Linked DNA regions of Sus scrofa: all the other regions are linked to region 1. Evidence: chromatin contacts called from public HiChIP or PLAC-seq data. All regions are on one chromosome and are shown on one strand. Each heading gives the region's core, a stretch centred on a gene start, on an enhancer-like site or on the middle of the called end of the contact. The rest is flanking DNA. Distances are from core to core; before and after follow the strand shown.

Region 1 (3,814 bases), core at 721-3,220:
TCCCTGAGATTTAGCTTTCATCCAATTAAGGGGGATCTTTCAGTGTTGATACTTGAGCTCCTTATGTTATTGAACCAAAAGATAAGGTAAAATTCCTGGTGGCCTAGTGGTTAAGATCGCTTTGGCCAGGGTTCAATCCCTGGTCTGGGAACTAAGATGTCACATCAAGCTGCATGATGAAAAAAAAGGTGTTCATTGTGTTCATTTTTTGTTTTTGTTTCTTTGCTTTTTGGGGGGCTGCCCCGGAGGCATATGTAAGTTCCCAGGCTAGGGGTCGAATGGGAGCTGTGGCTACGGCCACAGCCAGAGCCAGAGCCAGAGCAATGTGGGATTGCATCCACATCTGCAACCTGCACCACAGCTCATGGCAAAGCCTGATCCTTACCCCACTGAGCGAGGCCAGGGATAGATCCCACATCCTCATGGATACTAGTTGGGTTTATAACCCACTGAGCCACAAGGGGAACTCCTTGTTCATTGGCTTAACACTTGTTTCCAAAATCCTTTTGTCTGGGACAGGGTCAGGTGACTAAACAGTTAAAAATAGTATTTTATTACCTTCTAAGTAGGGTTTCACCAACTTCCTGATTTTGAGCAGACTTGTGTAGCAAGATCCATTGCAGAGGCTACACTAGATTGCTTCACCCCCTAGCCTCTGATGTAAACTGGCTACGTCGTCCATGAAGCAAGGGCTGTTGAGGGATTCAACTCCTTTATCAATTTACTCACTCAAATAGTTATTACTTAGCGCCAGGGCTGAACGACGACTTCTGTGGGCCCTCGGTACTCTGTTTTCGTGGGCTCTCTCCTCCATAAACACATTCCTAAAATTATATTTTATGACTCTGTTGGTATGGGAACGACTATAATCCAAGCTGGATTCGTCACTATATAAAAATTATGACACATTTCTTCTGATTTTAAAAGAAAATCAAATGAAAAATTTTCTTAGGTTCCTATTGCTGGCCCTTAACATGGCCTAACGGTTAAGTCTGTCTTGCTGAGCACTCACTGTTCCAGCCGTCAACCCAACAGTGCATGTCTTCATGGAGTTATGTTTTACTTAATGAGAAAACAGACAATACACAAAAAAAGTACATTTAGCTTGTGAGTCGGTTGTAAGTATTAAGGAGAAAAAGCAGATAAGGAGAATAAGGAGTGTTGAGAGGGGGTGGTAATTTATTTTATTTTTGTCTTTTTTTTTTTTTTTTTGCTTTCTTTTAGGGCCACGCTCACTGAATGTGGACGTCCCCAGCTAGGGGTTGAATCAGAGCTGTAGCCCCACAGCCACAGCAAGGCCGGATCGGAGCTGCATCTGCGACCTAAACCACAGCTCAAGGCAACGCGGGATCCTTAACCCACTGAGCGAGGCCAGGGATCCAACCTGCGTCCTCATGGATGCTAGTCAGATTCGTTACCCCTGAGCCATAATGGAAACTCCTAAGGGGTGGTAATTTAAAGAGAATGGACAGAGGAGACTTCAATGGGAGAATCTTGAACAAAGACAGGCGAAACAAACTAGCCATGTACTTGGGGGAAGCGCAGTGACAGATGAGGAATCAGCACCAAGAACAAACCCCAAACGCCCAGAGCTCCCTGAAGCGTCACTCTCGCAGTTAACCTCTTCCCCAGGCCTATACGCAAGGCCGCAGGAGGTCACCGGAAACCAGTACCTGCCGCTGCAACCTCCATTTTGCTTCCTGGCACCGCCGAGGAGCGGTCGTCTATTTCTCGTTCCTATCCGGTGCCCTTGCGTCAGGCTAGGTGCCGCTTTTCTTCACCTCCGACTGAACTGCAGGAAGACCGAGTCGCGGGGAAGAGAAACAGCGAGAGCCAGCCCTGCCCAAGGAATTGGGACGGCCACCGATGCCCTCATTCAAGATGGCGGCGCAAGCCTCGCGTTTGGTCCCGTCAGGCGGCGCGCATGGTGAGGCCGCGTCTGCGGCCTCGCGCTCGGGGGGGCGGGTCCACAGAGACTGGGGCACGCGCGCCCGGCGGCCCGGCCTGAAGTCATCCGCGCTGCCGCAGCCGCCGCCGCCCCCGTCGTCGTCACCACTCCCGGGTTATGGAGGGGAAGATGGAGCCGGTCACCGTCGCTACCGACAGCGGGGACCGGCCGGGGGCCCTGGCGGGCTCAGGCCTGTCCGCTTCCCAGCGTCGGGCCGAGCTGCGGCGGAGAAAGCTGCTCATGAACTCAGAACAGCGCATCAATCGGATCATGGGTTTTCACAGGCCGGGGAGCAGCGCGGGTGAGAGCCTCCGTTTCCCTAGTTACCCCCCCCCCCCCGCACGCCGGTCCCTAGGAGTCTTGTGGATCGTTTCCCTCCACCCTGCCGACCTTTTTGACCAAGCCTTGCTCTCTGACCTCCCCTCTGGTCCCGCTCCTTAGCTGGGGGTCCCAAGTTCTCACTTCCTAACCCAGGGACGTTTCTAGTCTCTCTCTTCAGTTTTCCAGTGGGGGGGCTTCGCCCTGAGGTGGTCCCCACCTCTGCCGCCGGCGGCGAAGCTCGCTCCTGAGACCCTCTGGCCAGTTACCCAGAGGGGGCCCCTTCCCCCCCTTGCCTTGCTTGAAGGACGCACATCTTATCCCCAGACTGCTCTGGCTCTTGTGCCTTCCTTTCTTTCCGTTTCTGAAGCTTTTTCCCTTCCATTGCCTTCCCTACCGTCTCCCTTCTTTTGCCCTTTGCTGTAACTGTCGGCCCGCATGCACTTGTCTTTACTGAAGTGCCCCCTGGTCCTTCCTACGCGGATCGGGGGCTCATGGTCAGAGCTTCGTGTCTGGGTTTGGTGCCCTCAACCCTTCTCGACAGGCCTTCCAAAACAGGTGAAAAACATTGCAAGGACCGTTCTTTAGAGACCCAGCAAGTGGGACGTGTCCATCTGAGTGAGGTCTTATCTCCTAGTGTGCTGAGATTGAGGTTAAGTGATGTCAGGAACTGAATTTGACGCTGAAGAGAGTTCCTCGTTTCTCTCCAGGTGACGTTTACAAAGAGTCTCTTAAAATTTTTTTTCTGTGAATATTCACTGAGCACTTGATATTATGTCAGATTCTCTATGTTTCCACTGAGCATTGCAGTTAGTATTTGGCCTTTGGTCACTGGTTGCAAGTTCTGTAGATCTTTGTGTTAACTTCTTTGTGGGCCTTTAGCTATGTAGCTCTGAACTTCTAGACAGTTCACAGGTTTGCGACTTAAAAGTACCAAGAGAGGTAAGAGTATTGTTTCAAATTCTAGAACAATGGTGAGAAGACGTATTTTCCCCTTTAAGGATTAATAGCAGAATATGTGTTCTTTCCTGAAGCATTTATTTTCTTTCTCAAGGTACATTGTATATGTTGTTCTATTATGTTAAAATTTGTATTTTATTTGTCATTAAAGGTTTTTTTTGTTTTCTTTGAAAGCAGAATAGCATCCTCAATCTGCTTAAGTACCTATCACTGGCTCCCTGACTCCAGTAGGAGGATTATGTAAACAGCAGCTGTAGAATATGCCACACCCTGTGCTGACAGGACTCTGGATTCAGAAATGTAATATTCAAATACAGAGTTTAAAAAGCTCTGATAATTTTATATTTTTAACCAAATAAGTTAGAGCAGGCAATGCAGTCATACTTTTCAGATGTGTTACCCAAGAAAATTTGCAGTGGTTTTTATAGCTTGCTCCATCCCTAAGTATCTTTCCTCAGTTTATTTAAGAGCCTTTTCTTCTACCCTCAAAGTTTGGGTTATATTCTCTGAAGGAATATTCTTTTTGATATTTTGAGTGTGTAGAGGAAGCAACTAGTTTGTTTTAAGAAGAGTCAGTATGAATTTGGA
Region 2 (3,814 bases), core at 862-3,361, 430 kb before region 1:
AAATGTGGACCAAGTGAAGTGATTGCCTCAAGGTCACAATTACTTGGTGGCAGAAAAAGGACCAGTGTCCAGGTCTAACTCACAGTCCAGTGGTCTTCCAACCACATCATTACTCTGTTGCAATGTTTGCTACACAAATAACTAGTCATCTAGCCAACTGCTGACTCAAAGTCTTTATATAGAGTTAAGTACTCAACTCTAAAAATCTTTAAAATCATCACTTACAGTATCCAAAAACTAAGACCTAACACTATACATTAAACAATTTTTAAAAGCCCACTTCCAAAACTTTAAACAAATGTCATTTTCATCTGATGTAAAAGAATTAAGGATCAAGAAGCAACAAAAGGCTCTACATTGCCAGTATTAAAATTCAGCTCCAAGAGATGATGTGCCACCTCATCAACTAGAAGTTTTGTTGAGGCTTGGGATAAACAAATCTGAATTAGACTTACTTAAATTGCAGTAATTCACAGAAGAGTTTCTGAAAAAGCCTGTTTTAGGAGCGTATATGTCAAATTTACGAATCTAATTTTCACATCAAACCACAAACGAGTCAGCGTAATTGCTTTCTAATAACTCTCTTCACTAATACAAAATGTTGATGATACTCCACCATTCTGTGGAACTAAAGATGCTGCAGAGTTATTTTTAAAAAGAGAAGTTGAAACATTCATGGTGGAGATCAGCATTTTCTCTACTTTAGAAAACTGAATTATAAGACTTAAACAGGCTACCTGTTTCCCCAACTCCTTGGGAAAAACAAATCAGAATTAGGTCATTTAAAATGGACTTCTAAAACAGACTACAACATTCCATTTTAAACGTTTGTGGGATTTAAACACTAAACACAATGACTGGAATACAGCAAAAGCTCGATCAACAGCTGTTAATATCATACTTACTACTTAAAGTCACAAATATACTAACAACTTTTCCAGCAGAGAGCAAGGATACAAAATCTGCTGGTCTTAACAGTTTATGCTGCTCATTTAAAAAACAAATGGCAAAATGCCAAGAACCTTAAGCTTAAAGAAGGGTTTCATACTATCCAATTTGAGTCAGCATATAAATCAGAGATTAAACTGACACTTGATTTCCAATCCCAAAGCTCCTATGTAGAATGACTCACCAAAATGTCTAATTCTTCCAACTATGAAAAATAAGTTATACTCCTCCCTATAACTACCACCATGACCTTCATTGAAACTTAGATTAAAAGCTCATTTAAAAATTCTCGAAAAAATGTACTAATAAGTCTCTGGAAAACACAGCTCGAGAGGTTTACCATAAACCACTCAAGACGATGCTAAATCTGCGTGACCTTTATTAGATAGGTCCCGGGATCCGGCCTACAAGCTTGCCTCTGGGGGACCCTCTGGACAGCTCTGGACCTAAGCATTCGGCCTGAGTACAAGTAAGAAACCTCCCACCAAACTCACAGAAGAGTCCCAGGCCCCATTCCCAGGCCGTAGAACCTAAGACCTCGTGCCCAGATATCAAAACCGTCCCTGACCCTTACTCGCAGGGTCTCCGCTCCCCCGCACCCTCCCCCAGCCACTTCGCTTCCAGCCAAGGCCGGGAAGCTCTGAAGCCCCGGAGTCGGGTGAACGGCGCCATTTTAGGCGGCGGTGGCAGCGACAACCAATCCCTGCGCGGGAGGCAGGGGGCGCCGGGTCGTCCGGGAGCCGCCGCCGGGCCGCGCCGGGGGCCGGTCTGGGAGGCTCGGGGGCCGGGGCCGCTGGCCTCCGCCATGTTGCACCCTCCCCGCGGCCGCTTCCTTCTCGGCGGGCTCGGCCCGCCCCGGCTCCCGAAGCCGGAGTGCAGCTCACCTTCTCGCAGAGGCTCTTGACCTGGGACTCGGACAGCTGCTTGCACTCATTCAGCTGCTCGATCCACTGGTCCAGCTCCTTAGTGAACACCTTCTCGTCCATGATGCCACCCGCCCGAACCGGCTGCCGCTCCGCGCTACTCCCGCGCCGCCGCCCGCACACGGGCCACACGCACACGCTGCCGTCGGCCCCCGGGGTACTTGTGTGGCTGCTGAAGGCTGCTCGGCAGTAGCGCTGCCCGGTTGACTCGCCCCTCGGTGTTCGGCTACCGGCCACTGACCTCCTCCGCTCGCTCTAGCCTTGGAGCTCGGCTCTGTAATGGCGGCCGCCGGCGTGGTGACGTCACGCCCGGCGTCAGGAGGTGGCGGGGTGAGGAGGGGTAGAAGCGCCGGGATACGAGCTGCGCAACTGCCGGGCCGGCTCTCATCTGCGGCCAGACCCGAGCGGGGGCGGGAACTAGGGGCCAGGGCGCAGGCGCGTAAAGTAGCCGGCTGGAAACAGGCACCTTCGCTTTTAGGGCGCGGTCCTGTAGAAGGGAGGGGCCGAGGGGGAAGGGAAGACCGAGTCCAAGCAGGGGCCTTGCTTATAGCTGGGAAGTGGGCTAATCTTAGAGCACTAAATCCTGCAGGGTGTAGTTGCGGACCAGGCGCAGGCGCAGCCGGGGTGCGAGGGTGGCTCCTTGTTGCCGGAGACTTTTTCCCTGAGGTGATACGCCTCGGCTCCTCACCTGGCGACTGCCAAAGCACGGAAACGAGAATTGGGCCCCGTGGCTCCTCCATTCTACAACAGCACTGGAATTGCTGCATCTTGGGAGCAGGAACAGGCGCCGAGTGGTAGCCAGGTTGGAGTAGCCACCCCTGCCTCCGGGTGCGGCCAGCACCTTGTAATTAGGTCAGTCGTAGGCGGAAGAGGGTGTACCTGCAGTACTGCGCAGTGCACCTGACTCCCCAACACACCTGTCCCCGGGCCTCGATGTCTCTTCTAGCGCCATGGCTGGGGCCTCCTAGCGCTCCTGGCTTCCACAGGCGCCGCTGCAGTCTTGCCATTGTGGCCTTCCCCCCTAGGTGGGCGCTTTCCTCCGACTCCGAGCCTCCAAGGGAAGAAGAAAACGCCCCCGACCCCACCCCCACCAACCGTCTGCCCACTCAGGCCTTCTTTCTAGAGGGAAGACCGCAAGGAGATGGACGCACCGGTCCTGATTGAGACCCGGTAGTGTTAGAAGCGGCTGTGATGTGCGCTTTAAAGAAAGCTCAGATACCCTAGGATCGGACCTCTGGCTATAAATCTCTTCGAGATTCGTGAAATGTATCCGCATTCCGTTGTCCTTGCATTCGCAGAAATATTTGGCTCCGTACACCGCCAGTTATGTTCAAGATTCATGCCCGAAGGACAGAAGGGTCATACAAACAGAGGTACCCTACCCTGACGGAGCTTGTGTACTTCCTGGGATGATCTGGGGATAGACAGGCAGAAGAGCCCTTCACAAAAGCAGGAAGATGAATGGCCAGTAACACAAGGGTAGTAAGCAGGGAAATGAAAACCACAGATTCCAGGTTTGACTCTCACCCATTTGGCAAAAACTGTCAACATCCAATGTTGGTGAGGATGTGGAGCAATGGGGTCTCTTATACACTGCTGTACTTTGGGACAACCACTTTGGAAAATCTGGCATTATCTAGTTAAGGTGTAGATGGGCACAACCCATGCCCAGCTCTTCTTCTCCTTGTTGTTTTCCCTAGAGAAAGTTTTGCACATGGACTTCAGGAGATAAGTATAAGGATGTTTCTAGCAGTGATGTTTGTTATACCAAAAATTGGAAACAAACCAGAAGTCCTTCAGCAACAGACTAAACAGTGATATATTTAACACATAGACATGTTGCTTGTGGTTTTTAGCCATGACAGTGTCCACAGAATCTCAGAGATGGAAGTTTTCCAAAGGACATTAAACCATGAAGTACAAGGCAAGAACTGAACCTGGTC
Region 3 (3,814 bases), core at 664-3,163, 300 kb before region 1:
GTAAAAATAAGAATATTCAAATATTCACTTTTTGACTTAGAGATTTTTTTTTTTTGCTTTTTAGGGCTGCACCTATGGCATATGGAAGTTCCCAAGCTAAGGGTCAATTGGGAGCTACAGCTGCTGGCCTACACCACAACCACAGCCACACTGGGATCTGAGCTGTATCTGTGATCTATACCACAGCTCTCCGCAGTGCTGGATCCCCAACCCACTGAGTGAGGCCAGGGGTGGAACCAGCAGCCCAATGAATACTAGTCGGATTCCTTTCTGCTGTGCCACAATGGGAACCCCCAGAATTAAATTGTGAATGCACATCTATCACGAGTTAGGCCTGGCTAACTTGCTCACCAAGGCAGTTACTAAAAGCAAGAGAAAGAATTAAGGGATTGAAGAAAGGAAGGTACAAGCAAAGTGGAGAATGTTAACCCTTTCTGGGTCCGTGAAACTACAGGCAACACTTAATTCCTCATTCTATCCTATAACACACTGGGCTGAAGAATTACCCAAATGCATTAAAAGAGTTCAGAGTTCATACCAAAAGCTCTGACTGAGCACTGAGGCAACAGAGGAAGAGAACTCAATGACTTGAAGTAATCTCTGAATCCCAATGGTCAACATCACTGAGTCCCATAGTGGAGGACGTTTCAGGCCACGTACTTGCTACACTAAAAAAACGTGAAATAAGTTACCCAGTCTCTAGATACAATCTCCCATCCATGTCTGCAGTATCCCCCAGATCTGATCATACTTTTAGATTTCTTTGACACCAACTACAAATGGATAAACTCTTGAGATCAAATCCCTACATTTCTTGACAAATAAAACCATACTCCATGTTAGCTAAATCCATGGACTGTGACACAAATCCTCACATGAGAGCACACCCATAAAGGAAAACAAAATTCTGTAATTCCACAGTGATTATAAACCAACATTAGACAATCTGTACACTATTTTTTTTTTTTTGACCACCCCTGCGGCACGCCAAGGTCCGGAGCCACAGCAATGAGAGTGCTGAGTCCTTAACCACTCCACCACCCGGGAAACCCTGTACACCCGTTCTTTTATCTCTGCCCAGAATTTCCAATCCTGGAAACCCACTGCAGTGTATATGCAGACTATTTTGGTGGTCCTAAGGAAGCATTTCAAGGGATTTTACTTGCTAGGAGCCTGAGCATTCAACAATGAGAAAAAAGGAGGTCCCTTCACTCTTCCCCCACATACCATATTTGATAAGCCATTGAATCAACCAGTGGGGATATCCAAATTATTTGGGGCTCTGTTTTAGAGAGTTAAGAAACACAACAAACTAGTGCTTCCGACACATCATTGATTGCTGTTAATGAGAGAAACCAGAGACATAAGTAATAAAGGTGTATATCCACCCTGAGCCCCGTCAATTTAACCACCCGGTTCAAAAACCTGGCTAAAACTCAGATCCCGGCGACGCTCTCACGTGACCCGTTCTAATCACGTCATAGGGACACGTGGTTCTAGATACTTCGTCCCCTCCCCCTCAGGGGTGGATTGTTGACAACGCCGCCGGTAGTCACGTGATCTTGCGTCATCCCACCTCCTTTCCCTGAAATCTCTGGTCCCGGATACGTCCCTCTCTCCCCACCCGGTCGAGCCTAAGCTAGTGAAAGAGGGGGATACGAGTTGGTGTTTCGGTTTCAGTATCTCCTGATCTACAATCTCCAGTCGGAGCACAGAGCACAATAACTGGTCGACTAGTTAAGGAAACCAAAATGGATAGGGTCCCTACTGAAGGGCTCCCATAAAGAGCTCTCCTACCTCCCACCCCTTTCTCCCCAACCCCTCACTTCATGGTACCGGCGGAGGGCGGAGGGATCTGGAGGCGGCGGAGGGAGACGTCATTGCAGGGTTGTTTGTGCAGCCTCGGCGGCGGCGGTGACCCACAGTGATTCGGCCGCCGCGCCGGGGGGTGGGGGGGCTGTGCGGGACTCTTTTCTTTCGGACTGACCGCGGGGCAGCTGGGGAGCATGTCGACCCCGGCCCGGAGGAGACTTATGCGAGATTTCAAGCGGTAAGGGCCTTCATCTTCACCGGATGACGGCTCCTCCCCAAGCTGCGGGGTTGCAGGGCGGGGATCCGGGACACCTTCCCCTCATGACCCTAAGAGGGCCGCTGTGGGCCCTCCGGGATTGACGGAAGCCCAGTCCTAGCCCCTGTTCGCAGTCCGTCAGCCTTGCTTGTTCACTCCTTCGACGTAAGAAATTTCGATATCCCCTCACCACTCCCCTCCCCCCGGAAGAAGTAAGAAGATGGCTTTGGCTGTCCTAGGATTCCTTGTTGTCCACTTGGGCCAGTTGCCTGATGCCTCACCCTGGCGTCCAAACCTCATCACCCACTGCTGCACTTTGTGGTGCCCCCTCACTGCCCTAAAAGCGAGCGCTTGAGAAACCTTTCCCCCGGTAGCTGCACTAGTTGGCTTTGTTGGATGAGCCTGCGGTCTCCTCCGAGGGCCAGGGTTGGGGCGACCACCTTGCCCCCCCACCCCCCCACCCCCGCCACACGCTCACGCAGACACACACACCCCCTGCCATTCTTCAGCGAGGGTGGGATCTGATGCGCGAGGGCCGGAGGTTGTTATCCCGTCCTCTGAAACCCGACTCTTCCCCGCTCGCCTGAAAAGACCTTGAGAACTGGCGTAGAGACCTGGGACTCAGGGCTGGCAACGGCGGCTGCCAGTGCCTTCTGGAACTCAGCTCTGTGGCCTGGTGTATAAAGCCCTATCTATAGCCTCAAAGTCTGGAAAAATGCCTTCCTTGAGTCTGGCGCTAACCTGATACTCCCTGGGCCTCCTTTTGTAAAACAGGGTTGTGTAAGGAGGTGTTGGCATGAGTGAGGAGGAAGTGACTTCAGTTTTGTTGCCTTTAATTCAATACCTGGAGGTAGGGGGAGAAAAAGAGAAGACTTAGCATTGCCCTCCTCTGCACATTTTTAAGTGGGTTTCTGGGAGACCCACCCCGATCGAGACAAAATATTTAGTGTAAAAACTTAGTCATTCAGGAAGTAACCTCTCAACCATTGTAAACCCTTAGGTGAGGCCCTTGGAAGCCATTGTTTGGGGCTTTGGCCAGTTTATCATTGAATGTATTTGTAATTTAGCCTTTATCTTTAGTGGACGGCTCTCAGGCAGCATATCCATGGTCATCTGTATTCTGCTTGAGGTTGACTAAAAAGAGCCATTTGGGGGGAAACTAATTTCAAGTATCATATTACATGGCAGTCGCTATGTATACATAAAATGTAGCATTTATTTCTTTATTGAGATGAAAGTCTAGAAGGAGGTGCTCTCTTTGGTGCAAATCTAGTCTTCTCCAGCTTGAAAAGAGTATTTTCAGATTAGCTCCCATAAGTAAAATTCAAATAATAAAACTTGGAGTTTGTGGCCTGTGTTACCCTGGATGGTCACTGCAATTCTCTGCTTAATTTTAAATTGTACGCTTGGCACCTTGCGTGGTTTTCCAATGGTCTTCGGTTACAAGAATTTGACTATGACAGATACTCGAAAGTAGTTTTGTATTAATGTCTCTTGATCTGAGAGGTGGGTTTAGTATTGATGCAGAACTTTTAAATTAGGGACCAATGAAAACCTAACGGAAGCTTTGATTAAAAGCTATTGTTATTTTATTTATTTATTTATTTATTTATTTATTGTCTTTTTAGCTATTTCTTGGGCTGCTCCCGCGGCATATGGAGGTTCCCAGGCTAGGGGTCGAATCGGAGCTGTAGCCACCGGCCTACGCCAGAGCCACAGCAATGCAAGATCTGAGCCGCGGTCTGC

The links. HiChIP or PLAC-seq counts read pairs in DNA pulled down with a chosen protein or histone mark.
Region 2: an H3K27ac HiChIP or PLAC-seq map of alveolar macrophages shows a contact between it and region 1. The contact joins the promoter of PPP2CA here to the promoter of CAMLG in region 1. A contact is called at or near these places in 1 of 5 promoter capture datasets (liver) and 2 of 2 datasets of contacts at active chromatin or transcription factors (alveolar macrophages and skeletal muscle).
Region 3: a contact with region 1 is called in an H3K27ac HiChIP or PLAC-seq map of alveolar macrophages. The contact joins the promoter of UBE2B here to the promoter of CAMLG in region 1. A contact is called at or near these places in 1 of 5 promoter capture datasets (liver), 2 of 47 Hi-C or Micro-C datasets (heart right ventricle and skeletal muscle) and 1 of 2 datasets of contacts at active chromatin or transcription factors (alveolar macrophages).

The regions. Positions count from the first base shown.
Region 1 is chr2:136,955,656-136,959,469 of Sscrofa11.1, forward strand. CAMLG (calcium modulating ligand) reads left to right here and starts at 1,971. Exons shown (of 4, transcript NM_001244893.1): 1 at 1,971-2,249. The coding sequence starts at 2,066. It overlaps LOC102164588 (a long non-coding RNA gene), which reads right to left and starts at 1,877. Exons shown (of 3, transcript XR_298148.3): 1 at 1,674-1,877.
Region 2 is chr2:136,520,519-136,524,332 of Sscrofa11.1, forward strand. PPP2CA (protein phosphatase 2 catalytic subunit alpha) reads right to left here and starts at 2,112. Exons shown (of 7, transcript NM_214366.1): 1 at 1,833-2,112. The coding sequence starts at 1,934.
Region 3 is chr2:136,650,902-136,654,715 of Sscrofa11.1, forward strand. UBE2B (ubiquitin conjugating enzyme E2 B) reads left to right here and starts at 1,914. Exons shown (of 6, transcript NM_001257356.1): 1 at 1,914-2,050. The coding sequence starts at 2,007.